Linked DNA regions of Pan troglodytes: region 1 is linked to region 2. Evidence: chromatin contacts called from public Hi-C data. All regions are on one chromosome and are shown on one strand. Each heading gives the region's core, a stretch centred on a gene start, on an enhancer-like site or on the middle of the called end of the contact. The rest is flanking DNA. Distances are from core to core; before and after follow the strand shown.

What was found. Hi-C and Micro-C count contacts between places; a contact is called where the count stands out from the background.
Region 1: a Hi-C map of induced pluripotent stem cells shows a contact between it and region 2, with 3 times the contacts expected there. The contact joins two enhancer-like sites. A contact is called at or near these places in 4 of 7 Hi-C or Micro-C datasets (blood, induced pluripotent stem cells, a lymphoblastoid cell line and 1 more).

What each region holds. Positions count from the first base shown.
Region 1 is chr6:147,018,754-147,023,468 of NHGRI_mPanTro3-v2.0_pri, forward strand. No RefSeq gene overlaps it. Among named protein-coding and RNA genes, the nearest start is that of PODXL, 97 kb to the left of the region's middle. Within about 2 kb of position 2,183, at least 7 of the 24 cell types and tissues checked have an H3K27ac peak or open chromatin away from gene starts, as enhancers often do. A contact at or near this core is called in induced pluripotent stem cells and stem cell-derived neural progenitor cells, where this site is marked.
Region 2 is chr6:146,878,412-146,883,487 of NHGRI_mPanTro3-v2.0_pri, forward strand. It overlaps PODXL (podocalyxin like), which reads right to left. Exons shown (of 8, transcript XM_527978.9): 2 at 1-241. Among named protein-coding and RNA genes, the nearest start is that of PODXL, 43 kb to the right of the region's middle. Within about 2 kb of position 2,515, at least 7 of the 24 cell types and tissues checked have an H3K27ac peak or open chromatin away from gene starts, as enhancers often do. A contact at or near this core is called in induced pluripotent stem cells and stem cell-derived neural progenitor cells, where this site is marked.

The sequences.
Region 1 (4,715 bases), core at 933-3,432, 140 kb after region 2:
TGCTGTACTTAAAACAACTTGAAGCTGGGAATTGTGGAGGGGGGGAGGGGGCCTCAGTCCCACAGAGACCTAGCTCCCATTTCGTGTGGCCAGGGTGTTGAGAAACTTTGTCCCTGGAGCCCCTGTGCTGAGTCATAAACACATGGGACAAATTCCAGCAGAAACGACCATTCACTAAGTTGCAAGTGACTTTCTCAGTCTTCTTTGCTTTTGTGCAGAGAAGACTGAGAATTCAGCCCTAGAGAATTCAGCTCTGGTTGTGAGTGCCTCTTTTCCAGGGCAGAGACTTCTGGAAAAGCAGATGGAGCCTTGTGGAATGGGGCTCTCTGCCTCATCTGGGGAGTGACTCTCGATTCCCCTCACCTGTCCCTCCCATCACACCTGGGCTTCTTTGCAGTGACAGGTGTGTGTCTGGAGAGGGAGTAGAGTGGAACGCAGGGTGTGGCTGTGGGATGTGGGGGTCGCAGAGGTGCACCCTGGGATCTGAAGGCTGGCCTCTGTCCTCCCATCTGGACGGGCAAGGAGCTCAGCCTCCCAGACTCTGCTTTCTGAGTCATCTAATGGCAGTCCTCATAATTTCCTCCTAGGATGGTTGAGACGGTCAAAAGGAAAGCAGGTGGGAAAACTCCTGGCGAAGCAGAAAGTGTTTCGCTGTGGGGAGGTTTTATTTTTCCCTCATGAGGAGTGGACGGTGGAGGCGGGGGGACAGTGGGAGGGAAAGGCCTGGGCAGGCGTGTTCGGGAAAAGATGATGAAGGGCACTTTGGAATTTGTAGATACCAGGAGACAAAGGGGAGGAGTGCTGTGGGGGGTCATTTGGGGTTGGAGGCTGAATAAGCAGGGTGTGGAGTGGGGCAGAAGAATCCAGCATCTCCCAAAGTGGAGGGATAGTGAGCAGTTGCTGCATGTGTGGGGTGTGTGTGTGTGTGATGTGTTTTGTGTGTGCTGTATGTGTTTGTTGTGGTGTATGTTGTGTGTGCTGTGGTGTGTGGGTGCTGTATTGTATATGTAGGGTGTGTATGCTGTGTGTTGTGTGTGTGGTGTGATGTGTGTGTGTTGTAGTGGTATGTGTTGTAGTGGTATGTGTTGTGGGGGTGTGTATTTGTGGTGTGTGTGTTGTGTGACGTGTGTGTAGGGTTTATGTGTTGCATTATGTGTTGTGTGTATGTTGCGTGTGTTGTGTGTTGTCTGGTACATTGTATTGTGGGTGTGTGTTGTAGGGATATGTGTGTTGTGTGTTATGTTGTGTGGGTATGTGTGGTGAGTTGTCCATTGTGTGTCGTGTTGGGTGTGTGATGTGTGTTGTGTGGTATGTTGTACTCTGTGTGTGTGTTGTGGGGTATGTGTTGTATGGATGTGTGGTGAGTTGTGTGGTAAATTGTGTTGTAGGGGTGTGTGTTGTAGGGGTGTGTATTGGGGTGTGTATGTGTGGTGTGTGTTATGTGATATGTGGTGCATTGTGTTGTGGGGTGTGTGTCATAGGGGTGTTTGTGGTGTGTGTTGGGTTGTGTTGTGGGTATGTGTGTGTAGCTGATGTTGGGATACATTGTGTGTTTTGTGGGTGTGTGTGGTATGTTTTGTGTTGTGTTGTGGGTGTGTATTATAGGGGTGTGTGTGTTGTGTGTTGGGGTGTGTGTGGCGTGCCTTGTGTGGTATGTGGTACATTGTGTTGTGGGGTATGTGTTGTAGGGGCGTTTGTGGTGTGTGTTGGGGTGTATATGTGTGGTGTGTGTTGGGTTGTATTGTGGGTATGTGTGTTGTGTAGTGGATGTTGGGATGCATTGTGTGTTGTGGGTGTGTGGCATGTTGTGTATGTTGTGGGTGTGTGTGGTGTGTTTGTTTTGTGTTGTGGGTCTGTGTGCTGTGTTGTGGGTGTGTTGTGGGATGTGTGTTGTAGGGGTGTATGTAGTGTGTTGGGGTGTATATGTGTGGTGTGTGTTGGGTTGTGTTGGGGGTATGTATGTTGTGTAGTGTGTGTGTTGGGATGTGTTGTGTGTGTTGTGTTGTGGGTGTGTGTGGTGTGTGTGCTGTGTTGTGGGTGTGATGTAGGGTGTGTGTTGTAGGGGTGTGTGTGGTGTGTGTTGTGCGGTGTCCTCCTGGGCATGTTCCCACCTTGGCAGTGCTGCCTCTGCCTGGGCCGCCCTTTGGGCAGCTGCTCCTGAGCCCTGCCTGGCTTAGTTGGCCTGTGCCCGCCACCTGGTGGCCGAGAGTGGAAGGGCAACCGGGCGTCTCACCACGGCCGTGGCTTGGGCGCATCCTCCTTTAAGAATAGGTCCTTGTCCCCCTCTCTGCTTGTGTCTCTTCTCCTCAGCGTCTTGCCTCTACCTCCTTCTCTCACCTCTGTACCAAGGGGGTCGGATTTCAGGTTTCCCCAAACGTCTCAGCGTGAATGGGAGTGAAGTCTCCAAGGTTGCCTGCCTCCCAGGGCGGTCGTGAGGATGACATGGCTGAGGAGGGGGCTGTGACAGGATGTGGCAGCTCACAGGCTCCTCAGGCATGACAGGAGAGGTACAGGATGAGCTTGCAACCCCCTCAGAATCAGGTGGCTATTGTGGAGCAGCCCCTCCAGGATCCCAGCACAGGTTCCGTCCCTGCCAGTTTACGGGAAAGGTGGCCAGGTGTCAGCAGTCAGGCATTTCTACTCCACGTAACACCCACCTGCTGTGTATTTTCTATTAAGGATTTTCAAAACAAACAAGGGAATTATTTGAGATGCATAAAGTTACATTGTGTGGATTTACTAAGCAATTAAAGCAAATGCTGTGAGTAATTGCAGATGTGCTGTCCAGGTATTGTTCTGGTTTTAACTACTGATCCCTTCTCCCTAAAGAGCAGGCCCTGGTCCTTTAGACAGAGCTGCCTGGGCTGATAGCTCTGCCCTAAGTGCGCAATGATTCCTTCATTCATTTGTACATTTGGTTACTGATGTAACAAGTATTCATTAAATCCGCAGCACGCGCCTGGCACTGTGCTACATACTGGGGACAAAAAAGATGAACAAACACATCCTGCCCTCCAGGGTCCTGACTACAGCTAAGAGGCCACATCAAGATAAATGCAACAAGCCTGCATCAGGGGGCTTCACCTGAGCCAAGGCTGTTGTCCCCAAAGCGTCTGACATGGGGGCCTTTAAGAGTTAGTGTTTCAGGAATACACACACCGGTCTTTTCAGACTCATCTGTGTGAAACTCACATTCTGATGCTCTGAGATTCTGATGCAGTCGGTCTATGAAGCTCCTGGAAGCCAGGTGTGTAGCCCCTTTTCTAGAACATGACTGGGATAGGAGAGTGGAGACAGGGCAGGGGATTTCAAGGCGACAGGCTGGTGCTGCCTGGGGAAGAGGGGCTCTTAGAGCAGCCAGGCACCTCTGCTGATTGGCCTGGACCTAGGAGGCCAGGGCCCCATGCTCTGTGCTGTGGGCTCCCACCAGGCAGCAGTGGCCTCCACAGAGAGAGTGCGGCCTGCCAGTGGCAGCTTCGCTGTCTGGCACAAAGTAAGTGAGGGTTTAATGACATTGCCATGATGTCTTTCTTTTCTTGGGTTCCTGCTGCCTGCACCTGGCGGAAATACAGCGGGGTGGGCTGAGGCTTCTGTGTTCTCTTGGAGTTGATGGTCACAGCTCCTTGATCTGACTGGCCTGGCTTGACTGGATCACAGAAAAAGCTGCTTATTCACCTAAACAGGCCAATGTCACCAGCAAGACTGACTTGGGATACAAAGCAACTCTGTATCTATGGCTTATTTCCAAAAGGATGTTCTATAAACATTAACTCAATGTAATTTATAATAATAATATAATTAATATCACAATATTGTATATAATATATAATCAATATAATCATAATACAATATTATAAAATTAATATAATGTTATAATAGAATTAATAGTTACACTATCATATAATACAATATTTATACTATAATATAGTTAATTTTTATAATATTAATTTATGAAAATTTCAAATGCAGAGAGGGAAAAAATGAGAAGACAAGAGAAAAATGAGAGATTGATGGTCAACTTAGGATATATTGGTAAAACATAATTTAAGTTGTAAAAATAAACAGTTTTTTGAAGTAGCTACCCAGATGTTTTGATAAAATGACTTTTCAAGAGGTGGGGGTTGCATTCAGCATTTCCCAGGTACATTTGGTCATGGAGTCCTTCCTGGGAACCGCCTCTCCACACTACAGTTTGGGGAATATCAGTTTGGGAAACATTTCTCTATGGTTTTACCTTCTTCTTCTCCACCAGCATCTGATGCAAAGAGAATAAATCAGTAATACTTCAAGCCCTGCTGGCATTCTCCACAAGGGTGTTACCACCCGAAGGGGATGAAATTGGCTCCTGAAGAGCAAAAAAATCTTTTTTTCTTTCTTTTTTTTTTCCTTAGAGACACGGTCTTGCTCTGTTGCCCAGTCTGGAGTACAGTGGTCTCGCTATGACCTCAAATTCGTGGGCTCAAGTGATCCTCCCACCTTAACCTCCCAAGTGGCTGAGACTACAGGTGCATGCCAACATGCCTAGCTAACTTTAAAAACTTTTTGTAGAGATGGGGTCTTGCTATGTTGCCCAGGCTGGTTTCAAACTCCTGGCTTCAAGCAGTCCTCCTGCCTCAACCTCCCAAAGTGTTGGGATTACAGGTGTGAGCCACTGAGCCCAGCCCAAATTCTTATTTTTTAAATGTATAAAGCACAGATATACATTCAGTCCACAA
Region 2 (5,076 bases), core at 1,265-3,764:
CCTGAGCCACCTCTTCTAGCCACGGTAGTGTTGACTGGGCCTGAGACTTGCTGAGCCAGGGTTGTAGTCCCCGGTGAGTCACTGGATACACCAAGGGTGGTCGCCTTGACCGAGGCCAAGATTTCGTTGGCCTTGGAAGTGGGGACTGTGCTCTGCTGGGCTGTATCTGTAGCCATGATGGTGACATTGGATGCTGGAGTCGGTGCTGTTTTGTTAGATGAGTCCGTAGTAGTCTGGGTTGCTGTTTGTAAAGACAACAGAGAATGGAGTTAGGGCTGGGAGGCTTCCTCACCACGCTTCTCCAGCTCTTCCCCAGGATTCAGAGGCCTTGCTCGCAGCCCTGCTGTCTGCCTTGCTAAAGGCCTGGGTCTTTGGGGAATCCAGAATTTTCGGAGGTTCAAGAAACCTCTTTTTTCTGTCTTTTTTTTTTCTTCTTCCTTTTTGTGGAGAATGGGGTCTTGCTATATTGCCCAGGCAGGTCTTGAACTCCTGGGCTCAAGCTATCCTCCCGCCTCTGCCTCCCTCAGAGCTGGGATTACAGGCGTGAGCCACCGCGCCTGGCATGAAACCTCTAAGAGGGCAGCTTGGAGTGCAGCAGGGTCAGAAAAGCAAAATTCTGCTGAAGGCGAGCCCAGGCCAATGAGGCCCACCACACGTGGAGGCTGTCATGCATGCCCTGCCCTCCCCGTCCAGCCCCACACACATCCCCTTTAAGTTTCTCAATATGCTACCCCAGAACCAGCTGCCAGGAACACCTCTGTCTCCTCCTCCCCAGCTCCCAGGCACGTGGCCCACAGAAAATTCCACAGACTAATGCTTCCTGAACTGCCCTGGCCCTGTTCTGAGCTTAAGCAAAAAAGACATGGGCCCTGTTCTCATGGAAGTTATATCCAGGAGAAACTGATGATAAACTGAAATTACACAAATTACTATTTCAGTACTAGGTGAGCTGTGCCAAGAAAGAAAGGCCGAGTGCCCAGACTGCATGCAGCATGGTGGCTTCACCTGCCATTTCTTGAGGAAATAGGATCTGTGTCAGGCAATGGAGACACAATGGTGAACACGACACAGAGAGTCGTACCCTCAAGAAGCTAACACTCTGGTGGGGAGGCAGAGACTAACCACCTGGACAGAGCAGCCGTCAAATCTGCTTACTACACGGAGGAAGTGAGGAAGGAAATGATGCAGAGACGAGCGGGAGGGACCATGTCGAATGAGGGAAGGAAAGGCATCTCTGCGATGATGGTTAAGCTAAGCCCTGAAGGATAGCAAGGAGAATGCTGTGTGAAGAATGGGAGGAGAAGTGTCCCCAGCAGAAGGAACAGAATCTGCAAAGCCCCCGAGTAGGGAAAGGAGCTGACAGAAGACAAGCAGGAATGGAGTTTGGTAAGGAGGGGTCAGGTTCAGGGCTGAGAAAATGCAGGGTCTTATGACAGTGACAGCAACTGAGCGTCCAAACCAGACATTTTTGAGAATAAAAGGCCCTCTTAAAAATCACATTCAGCCGGGTGTGGTGGCTCATGCCTTTAATCCCAGCACTTTGGGAGGCTGAGGCAGGCAGATCACTTGAGGTCAGGAGTTACAGACCAGTCTGGCCAATATAGAGAAACCCCATCTCTACTAAAAATAAAAAATAAATAAGCTGGGCGTGGTGATGGTAGTAAAGTAGCTGGGCGTGGTGATCCCAGCTACTTGGGAGGCTGAGGCAGGAGAACGGCTTGAACCCGGGAGGCAGAGGTTGCAGTGAGCCAAGATGGCACCACTGCACTTCAGCCTGGGCGACTGAGCGAGACTCCGTCTCAAAAAAAAAAAAAAACCACATCCTACGCAGAAGGAGACATAAGATCATACTCCTCAGAGGCCAACATGCAGATTCCAGATTTTATTCTTGGTGCAAAAAAGAAGCCACTGAAGGCATTAAAGCACAGAAGTTTTATAGGATGACTTACAGAGAAACCTGTTCCTGCTGCTTTGGGGAATGCAGACTGGAAAGAAGAGTGTGTGGAAGAGGGAAGAGAAGTTAGGAGGCAATCACAGTAATCCAGATGGAATGAACAGGGTTGGCCATAGGAAGCTATTGACACTGGAGACAAAAGGTGGAGAGAGTCAAGACTGTTTTGGAGATCAACTGCTTGCTGATGTCCTAAGTGAGGGAAGAAGAGAATCTAAGGTGATTCCTAGTTTTCCGTCTGGAGCAGAAGGGAGTGGTGGGAAGGGGGCTGATGGCTGCATCCCGTTCTCTGTGCCAGCCAGCACCCATACCATTTCTCTATATTTGGGAGTTCCGCACCCCATGAGACTTGATGGCAGCAGAATCTGCCTCCTATGGTGATGCTCCTATGAAAATGCCAGCTCTTTGCCTTGCCAGCCTCCCCTGGGATGAGCATAAGCAGGTGGCAGTGCCACCATGAACGTGCAGTCTCATTCCAGCCGTGAAGGGCTCTGCAGGCAGGAGTGGTGACATCATGCATGGAGGTGAGGCCAAGCACTCATCCTGGGCCGCAGCGCCACCTAGTGCTTGGCATGGGTAAGCAGCGCTGGCCTCCCTGAATCTACAGCCTGGCTTGAGTGAGGTTCAAAGTAGCCCTGCATGTGGCCTCCAGCAATCCCAGCTACTCCATACACTGGACAGTATCCCCATATCTTTTACACACACATTTTGCTACTGAAAAGCAGAAATGTTTATCAGGAGTAGCCGCCAGCAGCAAGACTTCAAGGATTGGTTGTCAGGCCTTACTGGGGACAAAGGGCAGTCAAAATTCTGCAAGTATTAAGGAATACTTGCAAGTGTCCCATGATATCTCAAGGATAAGCAGTCACATTATCACCTCTAATCTAGAGTGAAGTGCCCAGGAAGTGGCTTTGGTGTGGCCCAGTGGCTGCTGCCAGAGTATGAAAGGCACACTCACCAAGTGTGTTTTAAAAAGCAATACAGGCTGGGTGCGGTGGCTCATGCCTGTAATCCCAGCACTTTGGGAGGCCAAGGCAGGTGGATCACCTGAGGTCACCTGAGACCAGCCTGGCCAACATTGTGAAACTTCATCTCTACTAAAAATACAAAAATTAGCCAGGCGTGGTGGCGGGCACCTGTAATCCTAGCGACTCAGGAGGCTGAGGCAGGAGAATAGCTTGAACCTGGGAGGTGGAGGTGTAGTGAGCCAAGATTGTGCCACTGCACTCCAGCCTGGGTGACAGAGTGAGACACAGTCTCCAAAAAAAAGTGGGGGGGGGGGGGGGGGCGGGGGGAACAGTGCAATGTGAGGGTTTGACAGGCATTTTTTCTTCTTAGTAGTTCATAAAGTAACAGTGCTTCTTACTATTGATGGCATCATAGTGTCATCTGGCAAGATACTAGATTGCTAAGGGACTATATCAGCATATTTAGGGAATTAAGAAATTTGTGGGATGATTGTTTTTTGTTTTGTTTTGTTTGTGAGACAGGATCTTGCTCTGTTGCCCAAGCTGGAGTACAGTGGCACAATCAGGACTCACTACAGCCTTGACCTCCTAGGCTCAATCAGTCCTCCCACCTCAGCCTCCGAGTAGCTGAGACCACAAGCACGCACCACCACACCCAGCTAATTTTTTTTTCTAATTTGTAGAGATGAGATCTCACTATAATGGCCAGGCTAGTCTCAAACTTCTAGGCTCAAGTGATCCTCCAGCCTCGGCCTCCCAAAGTGCTGGGATTACAGGTGTGAGCCATGGCACCCAGCCCTGGATGGTTGCTTCTTACAGTGGTGAACAGCTTAAAACAGGATTTGTCAACTCTGAAACTATTGGCATTTTGAACTGGATATTTCTTGTTATAGGCAGTTGTCCTATGCATTATACACAGAACGCTGAGCAGCATTCCTGGCCTCTATCTATTAGATGCAAGTAATACACATGCACGCCCCTTTCCAGTTGTAACCATGAAAAATGTCTCCAGATATTGCCAAATGTCTCCTGAGGGTGACAAAATCACTGCCAGTAAAAACTACTGGTTTCAAGAAAGAGAACAACAAATTCAAATTCCTAAACCTCCTATAAAAGCACAGACTGAAAACCAGAGACTTTCCAAGAACACATTCAAGGAGTCTCTTTGTTTGCAGCTGAAGGGCTGAGAGGGCCCTTTAAAAGACTTTAAAAGCTTAATTCCGTGAGTTGCTGAATTAGGGTGTTAACTTAATTCATAAGCTCACCAGGTCTCTTATGTGAAAATAGGACCTAGAGAATTTTTTTTTTTGAGACAGAATTTCGCTCCTGTTGCCCAAGCTGGAGTGCAATGGTGCGATCTCGGCTCACTGCAACCTCAGCCTCCCAGGTTCAAGCGATTCTCCTGCCTCAGCCTCCCAAGTAGCTGAGATTACAAGTGCACGCCACCATGCCCAACTAATTTTTCGTATTTTTAGTAGAAATGGGGTTTCACCATGTTAGCCAGGCTGGTCTCGAACTCCTGACCTCAGATATTCCGCCTACCTTGGCCTCCCAAAGTGCAGGGATTACAGACGTGAGCCACCGCGCCTGGCCAACTTAGAGAATTAAATGGTGACATGAGAGGGTGTAGATGAATCAGACTACCCATAAATCTCCATCTTCAATGGAATTCACTTGCCAGGAAGCTCTACCACTGCTCTCCTGTAAGATCCTCAATAACCTCGCTTCAGCTTATTGGCACCGAAAGCCAAATCTCATCATGATCCCCACCGCTCTTTATTTTCTTCATACCTATAACAACAGTCAGATTCCAATATGTCCCAGGAGGAAAAACACAGACTCTGACCTAGGAGAAGGCTCACACACTAAAAATATCTACAAAAAAACTTGCAAATATTTATGGATATTTAACATAAGGGTGCTGTATCAAAAGGAGGATGATGATAATTTTACATCAGGCTGAATTACCCAGTATGGGTATGCATACCGTAGGTTTTGGATCCAATATGCTGACTCAAGCAGCTACAGGTAGTTCTCATTGCTTTCTTAGTTGGATGACTGAAACCTGGACTCAATGGAAACCTACATTAAATAAAGCTGAGTTGTCAGAAATTCCCTGGAACAATGTATAGGAAGAAATGAAAGTCTTGGCTGGGC